Linked DNA regions of Rattus norvegicus: regions 2 and 3 are each linked to region 1. A link is a contact called in public Hi-C data. All regions are on one chromosome and are shown on one strand. Each heading gives the region's core, a stretch centred on a gene start, on an enhancer-like site or on the middle of the called end of the contact. The rest is flanking DNA. Distances are from core to core; before and after follow the strand shown.

Region 1 (4,604 bases), core at 1,281-3,780:
GAGTAGGCAGGAAGACTGGAGACGGACGGGAAGGTAGGAGGAGGATTGGTCTGGAGGCACTGGTCAGTGCTGGAATGTAGGTTGGTTTGTTTTGTTTTGTTTTTGTTAACAAAGTTGGCTGGAGAAAAAGGAAGCCATTTTACTTAGAGGAGAGGATAGGGAGGGAGGAAAAGGTTGGAGAGGGGAAGGGAGTGAATCGTAAAGAATTCTTAAAGCCTGCTAGAAAGAAGTTATTTGAACAGCCAGAGAGATAGCTCAGTGACTAAGAATTCTTGCAGAAGACCCAGGTTCAGTTCCCAACAACCACGTTGTGGTTCACACCTATCTATAACCCCAACTCCAGAGGATCTAAGGGCTCTTCTGGAATCTGTGGGCACACAAGCACATGGTGCACAAAAATGCATATGGGCAAGCATTCATATGCATTTTTAAAAAGCAATTTAAGCATCCAAGGGAACATACGAGGGCACATACGAGGGCACGTATGAGGGTGCATACAAGGGCACATACAAGGGCATACATGAGGGCACATATGAGGGCACATATGAGGACAGTCTTATGAGGAGTTCAGTGAGAAAATTAGCACCCAAAGCTAGATATTCCATATAGTCCCATGCATTGAGCTACACGACATGATCTGCATGCTACAGCGATGGCCTCTCTATACTTTTGATAAAGAGCGTCATTTATAAAGCATACTTGCTTGGCTTCTATTGCTGTGATGACAACATATGGTTGGTAGGCAGTCATTTAAGATGCATATACTTCTCTACAGCTTCCTAGATGTAGAAAAGTTATATTTCAGAAGCAGTGACCTGCTTAATTACATTGTGAAAAGGTAACACATAAACTCTATTCCGCTTTTGGACAGCAAGGATTCAATCTCATCTTCATTCTGAAGCGATTTTCTCTCAGTTATATCCACCCATGGTAGCTGAATTCTTCAGAGTGACACAAGAGGCCTTATCCATCTGGGGCACCTGAAGGGTGCCAGTAATCCTGAGGCTCATTTAGGTCTTCGTAAGAAGACACTGTCCCTCCCCTCTAGATTCAGATTGTCTCCCTAGATAGAGAACCAGTTGCCAAGGTCTGTCTTGAGAATAGAGATGCCAAAAGGTTAAAAAGGTGCTTTTGACTATTAAAGCACTTATGAAATGCTGATTTTTTTCCAGTGCCCGTTATGTGTTTTTATGGCTAACAAACATGACAGGTTAATAGCTTTGGAAGGAGACTTTGAACAGGCAGAATCCAAATGAAGTGGCCTATTGAGTTCCAAGGAATAGGAAAAATGTTGGTGTTAAGCTCCTTTGCCCAGAAGCATCAGAGAAATTACATTTTCATTTAAAACACCATCGTAGTTACAGATCCATTTCTGTAACATCTGTTAGAGTAAGTTCTGGGAATGACCCTACTGGAAGATGTTTTCTGTGGCTGAGTGAGTTCTGTATGCACCACCATCCTTTTTGAAGATGCAATCATTTCATGTAAAATATTCAGGTCAAGTCTTCTAATAAAACTCCCTTAGCACTGTCTGAACTAAACAAACTATTTTTCCATATGGCAGATTTTGTGTGTAGCAAACTTTTGTGTAATTGTGTAATTCATTAACTCCATAGGGAACATAGTTTGAAAAGCATTGTCTAATATGTCCAACCTTGGAGCTATCTGGATTTTTGGCTCCCTGGGACTCTGCATGGTGTAGTCATTTTCATGGACGGGGTGGGGTGGGGGGAGGTCCTTGTGGGCAGTACGCATGATGTCTAGTTTGGACTCTGTGTCCACTGAGGATTTATAATGAGGGGAGCAGAGCAAGGCCCAAGGAGCTGAGCAAATTAGCAGGTCCACTGGGAAGTCCTGATGAGAAGTCATGCAGGAGCAGGACGCTAAACCCAGGAGGTAGAAAATGCTGCCTTCAGTCAGGCTTGTCGAGAACCTTTGGGATCTGTACTCTGAAGGCAATCAGTCCCCTATCTAGAGAGACAATCTGGATCTAGAGTGGAAGGGACTATGTCTTATTATGAAGACTTAAATGAGATCCAGGACTGCATAGCAATCCTCAATTGCCCCAGTAGGAAAAGGCTATCCATCATGACAGGTATCCAGATAACGGTAGAGTCTTAAGAGATCACTCACTGAAAGGTAACACCCACAAAGACAGAACTGCTTTGTCAGAACTTAGAATTTAACCACCGAGACAACCTATGCACCACAAAATAATCAGATAATAATTGCAGACAGGATGTAATTAGCCGCCGAGAGGCTCTCGGGCTATAAATACTCTGGGATGGAGAGAGAGAAACCACCCTGAATGGAGCCGGGAGAAAGCCTTCTATTCTCAGCATTCCTCACCAAGGGCAGCTTTAACTTGTCTCCAATACCGCGCGGCAAGACAACGGCAGTCTCAAGGGGCTTTCTGCTTAACAGACTTATTAATTACTGCGTTTCAGACCAGCGTTCCTGGCCGGTCTGGAAGGAGAGGAGAATATTTCCTGACATCTGCAAAACAGCGCTGCTAGTGGAATATCTTCACGGTGGCGCCACCACAGTTCTGTTTCCAGAGGGCTTTATGTAACATGTAGGCAAATGACGTAATCAGTCTGCAGCTCGGTGAGCGCATTTGAAACGCCTTTGGGATGCAGTAGGGAAAACTAGCAGAGTTAGGACAAGAGACCAATGAGGTAGGGAAGACTCTAGCAAAGCGGATGCCTTGCAAGCATCAGAAAGAAAAGAGTTAATGGGGGATATGGGATTTAACTAGAAGAAAGTGGGATACAGACAATCTGGAAGCAGGACAACTGAAGGGGCAGAGATTAACATATGGGAACCAGATAGCAAGCTAGGATCAGGGGAGAGAGAAAGAGCCACGTGGGGGTAAATATAGCTGCAGATAAGGAGGGTGGAAATATTGGATAAGGATTTACTTCCGGTTTTGGAAAAATTCAGGGAAGCTGGTAAAACTGTGTAGTCTTCTCATCTTCCGGAGGGTTATGCAATTTGAAAGCGCTAAACTTGGCCTGTGTAAAATACTGGCATCCCTTCCCCTGTTATTTTTAAACACATATTCTTCATTCATTAAGCACAATTGAGCTATCAAGTCCTGTGTAAACCAGGAGCAGCACAACCCCCACCACCCGAAGGGCAGTGTGTCAGCCATGTAGACTCGACAGGTTCTGCTGTGGGAGACGCTGTCTCACAAAGCGCCATGTGTGTCCTTCACTTTTCAGAGAGGAGCAATGCATCTTAGGAGTCACACAAGACACATATGGAAATGCATGTGCTTTCCGGAGGCCCAGAAGAGCAGTCGGGGGATGGGCGAGCAGAGCTACTGCCTGACAGATCTGAGGGTTCTGAAACTTGACAAGCTTGGAGGGAAAGAGAAAAAGCTTTCACAGGTAGGACATTCTAACAGGGGAGAAGGAACATGTATACAATTTGCAATTGTGTTGGGTATATACCCCATTCTTCCTCACAAAAGTTTCCTCCCTGCTTTTAACTCAGCACTTTTAGTAGCTAATAGAGGGTTGGAGGCATGAAGAGAGGAAGAACTTGCTTACCAGACAAGCTTTCCCTCACTGATCTTGTTTATACTTGGTGCATCCTTTACCTGTGTTAACATTTTATATTATTAACTGTATTTCCACTAGTTGATGCCCTTTTTTATTTTAAAGTCATTACTCTCGCTAATCCTCCAAATTAAGGTTCCCTTTAAATGCTGTCGAGCTCAATCGGTGTCCTCCTTTGAATGGTCTCAGGGTAAATGGATAATGATTTGTTCATGATCGACACGCTGTGGCATTAAAAATTACAGATGCTGCCCCAAAATGTTATGGTAGAGAATGCCTCTGAAGTGAGGGAGGACTGATTGCCCAGTGGTGAAGAGCTGGTCTTCATGCTGCTGTGGGTATAGATGCAGGAGGACCACGGTGTTCTAACTACTGTGGCTAAAACCCAGTGAGCTCTGCTGACCACAGCAACAATGGACACAAAGGACGTTTGTATGGACTGCAGGGTCACCCCTGAAATTGTAAGTCCAAAAAGACAGACGCAACATTTCATCAGTACAGTCTAGTTTCATTTCAAATGGAGGAAGAAGGTCCTTGGTAAAGTTGGAGTCTGGCCTGTTCCACCCATGCCTGTGGGTTGAAGGCTAAGCCCGAGCTTTAATGATTGCAAGATGGTAGACGTTTCACGAAATGGGGCCTACAGGCAGATTTCTCATCACAGCTGGTGTGTCCTTGAAGGGTTCTGTGGACCCTTTCTCCTCTTTCTCTTTCTCTTTCTCTTCTTCACGGATGTGAGTTAATGATTGCTCAGCCGTTCACTCCCCTCCACGATGTGGGAACTGCTACAGGCATCTGAGGACCAGACAACAGACCACGTCCAGGAAGCCCCAGAGAAGCCTGTACCAAATCAAACTTCGTTTCTTCTAAAGTAGTTATCTTAGATGTGAAAAACTTACTAAGTTCGTCACCTTTTATTTAATAGGTATTATTCAGGATATGCAAAGCGTCTTCTCCATGTAAAGCTGCAGACCAACGATAGAAATAAATTAAGTGAGCTGTCCCTAAGAAAGAGACAAAGAGGGGGGGAAGCAGGGGTGGGGG
Region 2 (4,974 bases), core at 1,429-3,928, 140 kb before region 1:
CTTCCTTCCTTGACTTCAGGAAGACTTACTCCTCCGTGCCCACCCCCAATCTTCTCAAAGGACCACTGGTTTCTTTCCCTTCCTCTGCACAGCTCAAACTAGAGGTGAGTATCGCTTCTTGCATTTTATTACCAGCCTCCCCCATGGTCTCTACCCACTGTACCTCTCACTACCAGAACCATCATTATGTGGAGTTTGTGTACATCTTCCCTTGCTCTTCTCTTCTCCCTGCCCACTGCTCTGCTGTTGAGTGAGCATGCCCAAGGGTGGCCGCTGGACCACTCTTCTTAGCTCAAATCCATGCTCACTGACGCTCACTGGGTCCAGTTTGCCTTTCTCCTCCCCTCCCCTCTTAACTGCATGTGCTTTTTGATGTTCCTGAAGGATGATTTTCTCCTTTTCCCTCCTCTAAAGGTTTGCCTTCCTTCCTTCTCATATGTGTTCTCAGCTGGTCCCTTGCACTTCCTGGAGGAAATGACCACAATCGGAGGAGCGCCATGTTGCCCATCTGTGCCTGGTCCGTGTGCTGTGCCTTCTGCGACTGCAGTCCCCTACTCAGGCATGTCGCTTCATGGTTCTTTTATACAAGGACATTCTGGGGGAAAGTCCCCTATCAGCCAATGACTGCTGGATGATTCCTATTGAGTCTTGTTACCATTTCTTTGTAACCCGGTCCCCAAAGATCCCTTATCCTTCTTCAGTTACTACAGTTGTTTTGTTTGTTTCTTTCCTTAGAAAATCTCTTGAATTCTGTCATCTGTATTCAAAGTCTTTATAACTGTGGTCAGCATTCACATCCCCCCTCCACCAAGACTGTTCTCTCTTAGCTGGCTCACATCCAAAATCCAATGATTGAATAATTCATTGCTTTTATTTCTATCCCCGGTTACTCTCTGACTGCTTCTGCTTCTGCTGCTTCTGCTTCTGCTTCTGCTTCTGCTTCTGCTTCTGCTTCTGCTTCTGCTTCTTCTTCTTCTTCTTCTTCTTCTTCTTCTTCTTCTTCTTCTTCTTCTTCTTCTTCTTCTTCTTCTTCTTCTTCTTCTTCTTCTTCTTCTTCTTCTTCTCTCCTCCTCCTCCTCCTCCTCCTCCTCCTCCTCCTCCTCCTCCTCCTCCTCCTGTTTTGCCTCACGTTCGGCTGTCCTAGGACCTCTGCACTTGCTGTTCCTAGGCTGCAAATGCTCATGCCAGCACTTCATAAAAGTCCACATCCAAGTGTGTCCAGGAAGCCTTCCATAGCAGCCTGTTTTGCTTTATGCTTGTCTTCTAGGTTTCCTTTCTTTCCCCAGTATTACTTAACACCACACCTAACCTACAGGATTGTTTCTTTGTATCTAGTTTCTATCTTGCCATTCCAGGAGAGTTTAAGCTCTGAGAGAGCATGGCTGTTCACTTTGTCTGCCTCAGTCATTGGTTTATCTCCCTGATGTCTCAAGGGCAGAGCTCCAGGAAGTGGGTACTGCTTCTTTGTGGAGTGAGGAGCGATTGGCCAGCACTAATACTTTTTCCAAGGCGTAAAGAGCTGGGAGCTCTCCTCCTGTATCAGAAGACAAGAGTTCCTACTGCATAGGGTTATGAGGATTAGATGAGATAATGTGTGTCTATAAAATGTGGGCCAGGCATGTAGGAATGAGATACAGAATTAAAATACACTACCTACTTTCATCCTGTTGCTGTGCTTTGGTGATGTCATGCCTCCGCTGATGTCATACTTCTGCTGATGTCATACTATATTCTCATCTTCCTGTTATACCTCCCTCTGGGGTTGTAAGCACAGTGTGAACTCACTGGAGTTGATCCCAGCCCTGCCTGTCATTAGCTTCATGGTTTATTTATTTAATCTTTCTGAACCTCATTTGCTAACACCAGACTAGGCAATGATACTTTCTTGGCTGGATCTCTGTGAAGAGTAAAGGCCGTGTTAAACGGATCTAGGATCTTGTCTTGACACATAGTAACAGCTCCGTAGGTCACAGCCCTTGGCCTTGCACAGGGTGCAGATGTGGGTGGCAGAGGCGTGCTCACAGGCAAGGAGGACTAGGCGTCGGAGTCTGCAGCACCGTTCACATTTGGATTCTAAAATTGGATCCCTATCAGCGAGCAGCCTGTGCCATCTCAGCTCCTAACCCACGCCTTCCTTCTTCTCACCCAGATCTCTCTGTAGTGGTTTTTTTTTTTTTTTAAAGCAGAGACTGTAATTTTTAGCAATTCTTGAGATGTGTTTCTTTTTATAGTTTGTGTCTTTCATGGGCTCTTTTCCTCTGATTTTGAAACATCTTGTCTAGAATCTGGAAGAGTACATGAGTCTCTCTTTATCCTTCGTCTTCCTTTACCTTAAAGCTTTCTCCCTAGCTTTCTGTCACCTTTGCTTCAGCATCCAGGCCCGTCTTATTGGTTAGGTCACACTTAATTTACTCCCTCTGTTTTAGGGCATCCAAGGAGGAAATCAGTATCTATCTATCTATCTATCTATCTATCTATCTATCTATCTATCTATCTACTGGGTGGGGTGGGGGCATGATAGAAAACTGTGTGAAGACGTCTAACTGATCTGTTTTAACCTATTGTTCCCTCAAGTCAGATGCAGCCAGCATCTACCTCACAGGGCCTGCTCTGTACCACCCACTTCCCTCTCGCGAATTCTTCAGTACTGCTGCCCAAACTTATCCACTGTCTCAGTTTCAGAGGGAGCTCCATGAATGGAAGAAGCCTTCCGGGGACAGAAGGGAGAGTTAAATCCCACCCCAAACACATGAGCTCATCGGCTCAGCATCGTGCAGAGCAGAGAGTGGAATCTTGCCAGCGTTTCACATTGACCAGGAAAACTCTCAGCACCATCTACTTCCTTATTTTCTTTACTTTAAAAAAAAATTTAATGTCTTTTGAACTCTGTCCTAGAAAACTGTGGAGCAAGGAAGACCACCCGATCCAATGCCTCAGTGTTACGGACATATGTAAAAATGAAGTAAAAATGACCTGAGGAAAAAAATGTTAATATCATTTTAAAAATGATTTTTTTTTTATGGTAAGTAGAAGTGCTTGGGTAGAGTGGCCGCATAATTCTTGGCGCTTTCCACCTTTGGGACATGGCACTCTTTGTTGTACAGATCAAGGCCCACTTTTGGAAGGAAGTGAATCTGGCGGCTAATTAGCTTGAATCTGTTTAAATGTCTGAGAGAAAGAGCTCTTCTTCAGCGTCTTGGATTCACAGAGCAGTGTTCCACCTCCTACAGAAACAGAGACGGAAAGAACCAACAGCTTTTCTCGCAACAAAGAAACAGCTCGTTAGCCCCTGCCCTGAAGTGTATGGAGTTATGTAATTCTGAAGTAGCCATCTCCCGTTTAGATCTCTTGAAAACAAGCGGAAAACATCCAGACGGGCCTTTTGAAGTTCATTTGTTGTATCGATTATGTTTCTTAAAGGTTTCACCCTTAATAATCTCACTGAAACTCTCTCAGCCAAGCTTTTGAGTAGGTCATGTGACAGGAAGACTTCAAATGTTAGAAGCTGGAATGGGGCTTTCCTTTCTTTCTCCCTTCTGTGAGGGTTCTCTTTTCTTTGAATTCATTCTTCCCAATAAGAAAAGCACATGCCCTGGGGAGGGACCAGGTGCATAGTTATAAAAACCCTGAAAGTTAGAGACTTTCCAAGGTCACAAAATTTTCTGGGCCGTGGAAGGAGTTAGACTTTGTTTTCCTTTTTTTTTCCCTAAGAGTTTCTTATCTTAGCTCCCAAACTGCCCTCCTCTTCTAGAGATGAGACCGAGTCTTCAGTCTCCGACGGTGGGGATTTGCTAGAGTGACTTCAAACTGCAGGGTTGGGTTGGGTGAGAACCCAGAATCTGAGCTTTAACAAGGTCCGAGAGGTGATTCCTGTGCATACCACACTCTGAGGACTACAGCCCTGTAGCCTGAGGCAGATACCTGGTCCCTGGTCTCAACCACCTCCCACCTATTCCTGGAAGTACTTTCAGGACAGCTGCTCCAGGACCACAGAGGTGGCAGCAATACTGGGCCTGAGGGTAGACTTGAGGCAAGCACGGCCACACTGCTAATTATCAGTTTACTCGCTGTGGATGGGTGTGGTGGGAGGGATGGCTAGAGACGTCCTTGTCCTGTACATCCTACCAGCTCATCTTGTAATTTAAGCAGCCTAGTCCATCTGTTCATCAGCATTTTCTCTTTATTTCTCTTTTTTATTCCTCGGCTATTTTATGAATATTATGACTGCCAGACCCTGCTCTATGATAAACAAGGCAGATGAGGACCCCCCTCCTGCTCAGATAGTTGACATTTCAGCGTGGACTAAAGAGAAAATAAACAGATAGACCCGGACTCCCCAGTTAATTACAGATCGTGGTCACTGGGATGAAGTAAATAAACACGGCACTGTATGAAAAGCTGAGCTCTCAGCACTGCTGCTCCATGGGGGGGGGGGGTATCTGAGGGGGGGCTTGATGGATGGGCTTTGGGTAGGGGTAGGAATTGGGCCAGATGGTTGAATCCTCTGAGGAAACATCTGCTGTAGTGGGATATCCCATGCTACCAATGGTGGCCGCAACACGCTGAGCATTCCTTATGTGCCAGGCTATGTACCAAGCATTTCCCAGGCTCTGTTGGATTCAGGCATGGAGGGTTTTGCCTCCACCTTTGGAGGAGGAGATCGAGGAGACATCAAGAAGTTAAGTGAGCAGATCAGGGTCACACAGTAGGAGGCAGTGTGAGCAATTAACCTGCGCTTTGTGGGAGGGCCAAACGCTCTTTGGTATCCTGTGGGTCCCTTCTTTAGTGTCCCCGGGCAGCTGCTGGCTGAGGAAGCAGCACCGGTGACAGAATGCGCCCAGACTTGCCAACCACTGGACACTGTGGAGCACCAGGTTTTGCAAAGGCGCTTGTAACCTGCCTTATGCTTGTAGGTGTCACAGGATCACTGGCCGATGATCCAGTGAGATTCGGATGAGCACAGTGGGCTGGAGG
Region 3 (4,708 bases), core at 1,901-4,400, 250 kb before region 1:
TTATGGGAAGCCTAACATGGTCTGGCACAGGTCCTTTAAATCCAAGCAAAGGGCCATACAGTTAGTTTCCTTTTAGCTTTGCAACGAGGAACTTAAGATTGTTCGAGCATGTAAATTGTCTAGTTGAGAATATGAATTACACCTATGGACTCAGGGACTTGTGACTTGGCTTGTGTGGACTGGGATCACGTGGGGATTGGGGCGGGGGAGGTCTGTTATGGGTTTCTCCAGATTACCACACTATTTGCTTGTCATCGAGATGATAATAATAATGACAGCCCAAATGCTTCTACTGAAGACGTAGCATAGCTCCTATCAGTTAACTTTTGCTAAAGTGGACCAGTCTGATATACTACTGTTAGGCTGTCGTGTATGCGTATATGCCTGTGTGTGGATACATCTATGTCTCTGTGTGTGGATACATGCATGTCTCTCTCTGTGGGCATCGATGTCTCTCTTTGGGTGTGTATGTGTAGGCATATATGTCCCCTTCCTCCCAACCGTGTGTTTGCAAAGGCAGAGGACTTGCCAATATAGAAAAGGCTTCTAACAGATGTAGCATTTTAATGTTAGCTACTGAGGAGCTGGTCTCTGTAGCCAAGGGCCCATATGCAGTGGGTGTGTCTGTCATCCTGAGTGCTCTGCTATGCAGTAGCACACACCTCGACTTACCTCTCGCTGAACTGAGGAACCTCAAAGGGGGTTTGATTGGCAGGTAGTGCCCAAGGATAAAGGCGGATGAAAAGAAGGAGGACTCTGTATAGGAGCCACTGTCCTGCCCAGACTAAGCTAACGCCTTCTAATTTGGTGAAAGATCGCAGTAGAGCTGGTTACTGGTCACATTTGGGGTTTAGGCAGTAACCTAATCTCCAGGGTTCAGTGGCCCTGGGTGCATTTGTGCTGCTCCCGCAGGGGTTCCGTGAAATATGGCATTTACAAATCTGGACTAAACAGAACTATTTATTCTGTGGTGGAAATTTCCAAAAGTGCCAGGGGAGACGTTGGCATTTATGCAAGTCAACGGCTGTTGAACCCAAAGAAGCGTTCTGTTCTCCAGGATGCTCTCGGGCCACTGAAAGAGCCTGTGTGAAGGCCTTCCTCAGGACCCTCTCAGTACCTCACCCTTTGCATCCCCTCTGGCTGTGGGTGTTGTGTTTCAAGGGGAGGGGAAGAAAACCCTTCTGGAAACAGAGCCCCCCAGTCTGATCCCAGTCTGTACAAGTGCCAAGTGCCAAGATTGTATATTTTCTTATTTTCAAGTTTAGTATATCAAATATGTCTGCTGGCTATTACAGGATTAGAGCCACCGCTGTGTTAAAGTTGGAGGCCCAAAGAGGAAGTCGATTAGGAAGGTTTGGTGCCGGTAGAAGAGGTGAAATTATTTGCTGTCTCCTGTTCTGTCTTAAGTATATTTTAAACTCCTCTCGCTACTGTCTCAGTGTTTTTGTTATAAACCGCTCTTCACGGTCCTTCAAAAGGTAGAGTGGAGTAATCTGCATAAAAGGCGGCGACATGTCAGAAAGACATCCAATGGCCTGAATGTATAATTATGATAGGTCTCCAAAGGGAAAAAAAAGGGAAGAAACCCTGAAACATTAGCTACTTACAATGTCTTGCCAGATAACCTTTCCCCCTTCCTTGGGGAAACCCAATGACACACAATGTTTAAGGCTCTTTTATTAAGTTCAGAGTGTTTGCTCAGGGCAAATGGTATCCTAGAAAACTCGGGTCACAACACACGAAGTGGTGGCTACTCTATATTGGCCCCTTTTTATTTTTTAAGGCAACACAAATGGCGGAGAAGGTGGTTATAAAAAACATCACAGGAAACCAAATAGCCTTTATTTAAATTAAAAGCAACCACAGCCTGATTCTTGGAGCACAGTAGGAAATGCTTTTGGCATGCAGCTGCTTCGCCGGGCCAATCTTACGTGTAATTGGAAACATTTCAAACAGAATTGTTACTAAGGTCACAGAGCTCACATTAATTGTGAGCTGTGGGCTCAGTACCTCCATAAAAGAGGAGGACTCAAGGCACTGGGTGGGTGGGGGAGCATCTCAAGGTAGAATGTCACCCTTGACCAACATGTCTCTTTCCAAAGGCCTACTGAGAACAGGAGATCAGAGCAAAGCTGGCAGAAACTGTAAATCCACAAGCAGGACGGGGCACCAAGACATATGAAAAAACACGGCCCTAACTTGTTTTCTTTCTTTTTTTTTTTTTTTTTTTGGTTCTTTTTTTTCCGGAGCTGGGGACCGAACCCAGGGCCTTGCGCTTCCTAGGTAAGCGCTCCACCACTGAGCTAAATCCCCAGCCCCCTAACTTGTTTTCTGAAGAGTATGTAACGTGGAGCTAGAAATGAACCGATCATTCCAGTCTCCTGGGGGGGAAAATGCAACGTCAGCTTAACTAGCCAGTTGATTTAACATCTTTTTGTTTTTTAGAACAAAACTTGGGGAGAGGAGTTAAATAAAAGTGACTGGCAGCTGTTGGCTCGTTTGCCGTTCTCCCTTTTCAAATGTTTACACCGGTTTCTGCCTATCTGGTGTTTTAATTTATAGGCAAATGGCCACGGAAGGTGGTACTGTCTTTGTGTTCTCAAAGAAGTCCCTTCAGATGTGACCATAAGTTTGTGGTTTAAACAGACAGACACAGGAGGAATTATCGAACCGTCTGAGAAAGAAGCCTGTCCTCAATCCCCGCATCCCACCCCCACCCCCACCCCCCTCAGCATCCCACCCTCCGTCCGGTAACTGGAAACAGCCCGTGCCCGTGGACCAGCCGCTCAGGAATAGCTCGTGGAAAAATCGTGTCATTTTGGCACAGAGAGAGGGATCTGATTATTCTGTCGTATCTTTGTGCCAGAAGCGTCATGACATCAGCATGCTCCGAGCTGTAAAGTAAGTCTCTTTCCACAGCCTTCTTCCGGAGAGAGGGTCAGGGGAAACAGGCTTGCAAGGGTTCCTGGTTGCTATTGGTCAGCCAGTTCCGCTGCTCCTGGATGTTCACTCACCAGCCCACAGCAGGGGCCGATCCCCTCCAACGCCCCCACCCCCACCCCCACGCCCCTGCTTCTGCTCAGCACCACTATAAACAAGGAGGTTTGTTGGTTACTAGGGTGCTGAGGGATGACTTACGCATATATCCAAAGGGAGGAGTCTAGAAGGACAGAGCTGCTCTGCTACCCTCAGGCAATCCTGGTCCCTGACACACTGTTGGAGGCGCTGGTTCCATTTGCGGCTGAGGCTTGTAGGCACAGAACTGAAGCAGTGCTCGGCTTGACCTCCAGATAACTCGGCTTTCCTCCCCAAATCATTTGTTCATACCCATTTTCTAAAAGCATTACTGTGCAACTCTACAATTCTCTACTCAATAGTCAGGAGAAAACTAAGTAAGGGCCCCTCAGGTTACCCACCAGGAAACACCTCGTTCCTTTCCCTTATTCCTCCGCACTGTAAACATTGTATACCTAGATTTATACAGTTTCAATATTCTCACAGGAGTAAGAGGTGCATGAAGAACACTGCTTTACATAACATGGAGAAAACACAGACCTGTTTTCCTGGGGGTGGGGGGAGTCTATGTTGGTCAAATGTCATAAACGTTTTCTAGACACCCATGAGAGCCATTTTGAGTATGTTTGTGTGTGTGTGTGGGTGGGGGGGGGGTTGTATGTGTGTGCAGGTCTTTGCATGGAGGTCAGAGGTTGATGTCCAGCATTTTCCTCAATGTCTCTCCACCTTATTTTTGTTTAGACAAAGTCTCTCACTGAACCTAGAACTTGCTGATGGTTTAGGTTGGCTGGGAGTGCCCAGGTTCCTCCTTGCCCTGCTCTCCTGGTGCTGATTATAAGCCCGGGTAACCACGCCCAACTTTGTGCACAGGTCCTGGGGATCTGAACTGAGGCCTTCATACTTGCTGAACTTTACCAACTGAGCCATCTCTCCAGAACCCCATTTTGCCTTTTGAAATTCTACTTATTTAACATGGAAGCTTTATCCACTATAAGCCACTTTGTTTAGGGAATTGAATGCTGTAATTTAAAAACCAGCAAACATAACCTTGATCAGATGATTCAAAAACATAGGGTAGGGGATTCTAAGAGCTGCTTGATGGTAAATAGTCTTTTAAAGAGTTTCTATTTCTCTAGAATTAGGAATATCACTGGGGCGTGGCTCGTCCATGGAGACCAGCATGTGTCCCAGGTTAGCTCACTGGTACTGCAAAGACATCACTTTACAGAACTTAACCTTTTTGTGCTCTACTGACAAGTTCCCGTGGACCTTAAAGAGATTATCTAATCATGATATTTCAGAAACTTATGTCCCAGCTTACTTTTGGAAACCCTAAGGAAACTGTAAAATTTAACATCATTTATTTATTTATTTATTTATTTATTTATTTATTTTTATTTTATTAACTTGAGTATTTCTTATATACATTTCGAGTGTTATTCCCTTTCCCAGTTTCTGGGCAAACATCCCCCTAATCCCTCCCCCTCCCCTTCTTTATGAGTGTTCCCCTCCCCATCCTCCCCCCATTGCTGCCCTCCCCCCAACAATCTAGTTCACTGGGGGTTCAGTCTTAGCAGGCCCCAGGGCTTCCCCTTCCACTGGTGCTCTTACTAGGATATTCATTGCTACCTATGAGGTTAACATCGTTTTTTAAGGTCAACTCTATCATATCCCAGCTGTCAACAACAACCTT

Evidence for each region. Hi-C and Micro-C count contacts between places; a contact is called where the count stands out from the background.
Region 2: a contact with region 1 is called in a Hi-C map of frontal cortex, with 2.8 times the contacts expected there. The contact joins two enhancer-like sites. A contact is called at or near these places in 2 of 12 Hi-C or Micro-C datasets (frontal cortex and mammary epithelial cells).
Region 3: a Hi-C map of frontal cortex shows a contact between it and region 1, with 2.3 times the contacts expected there. The contact joins two enhancer-like sites. A contact is called at or near these places in 3 of 12 Hi-C or Micro-C datasets (the A7r5 cell line, frontal cortex and liver).

Annotation. Positions count from the first base shown.
Region 1 is chr7:126,856,796-126,861,399 of GRCr8, forward strand. No RefSeq gene overlaps it. Among named protein-coding and RNA genes, the nearest start is that of Prickle1, 320 kb to the left of the region's middle. Within about 2 kb of position 2,531, at least 57 of the 93 cell types and tissues checked have an H3K27ac peak or open chromatin away from gene starts, as enhancers often do.
Region 2 is chr7:126,719,098-126,724,071 of GRCr8, forward strand. All of the region lies in intron 2 of LOC100911384 (a long non-coding RNA gene), which reads right to left. LOC103692964 (a long non-coding RNA gene) reads left to right here. Exons shown (of 3, transcript XR_010053509.1): 1 at 1-104; 2 at 415-4,974. Among named protein-coding and RNA genes, the nearest start is that of Prickle1, 180 kb to the left of the region's middle. Within about 2 kb of position 2,679, at least 14 of the 93 cell types and tissues checked have an H3K27ac peak or open chromatin away from gene starts, as enhancers often do.
Region 3 is chr7:126,607,126-126,611,833 of GRCr8, forward strand. It overlaps a transcript of Prickle1 not described here. Among named protein-coding and RNA genes, the nearest start is that of Prickle1, 72 kb to the left of the region's middle. Within about 2 kb of position 3,151, at least 9 of the 93 cell types and tissues checked have an H3K27ac peak or open chromatin away from gene starts, as enhancers often do.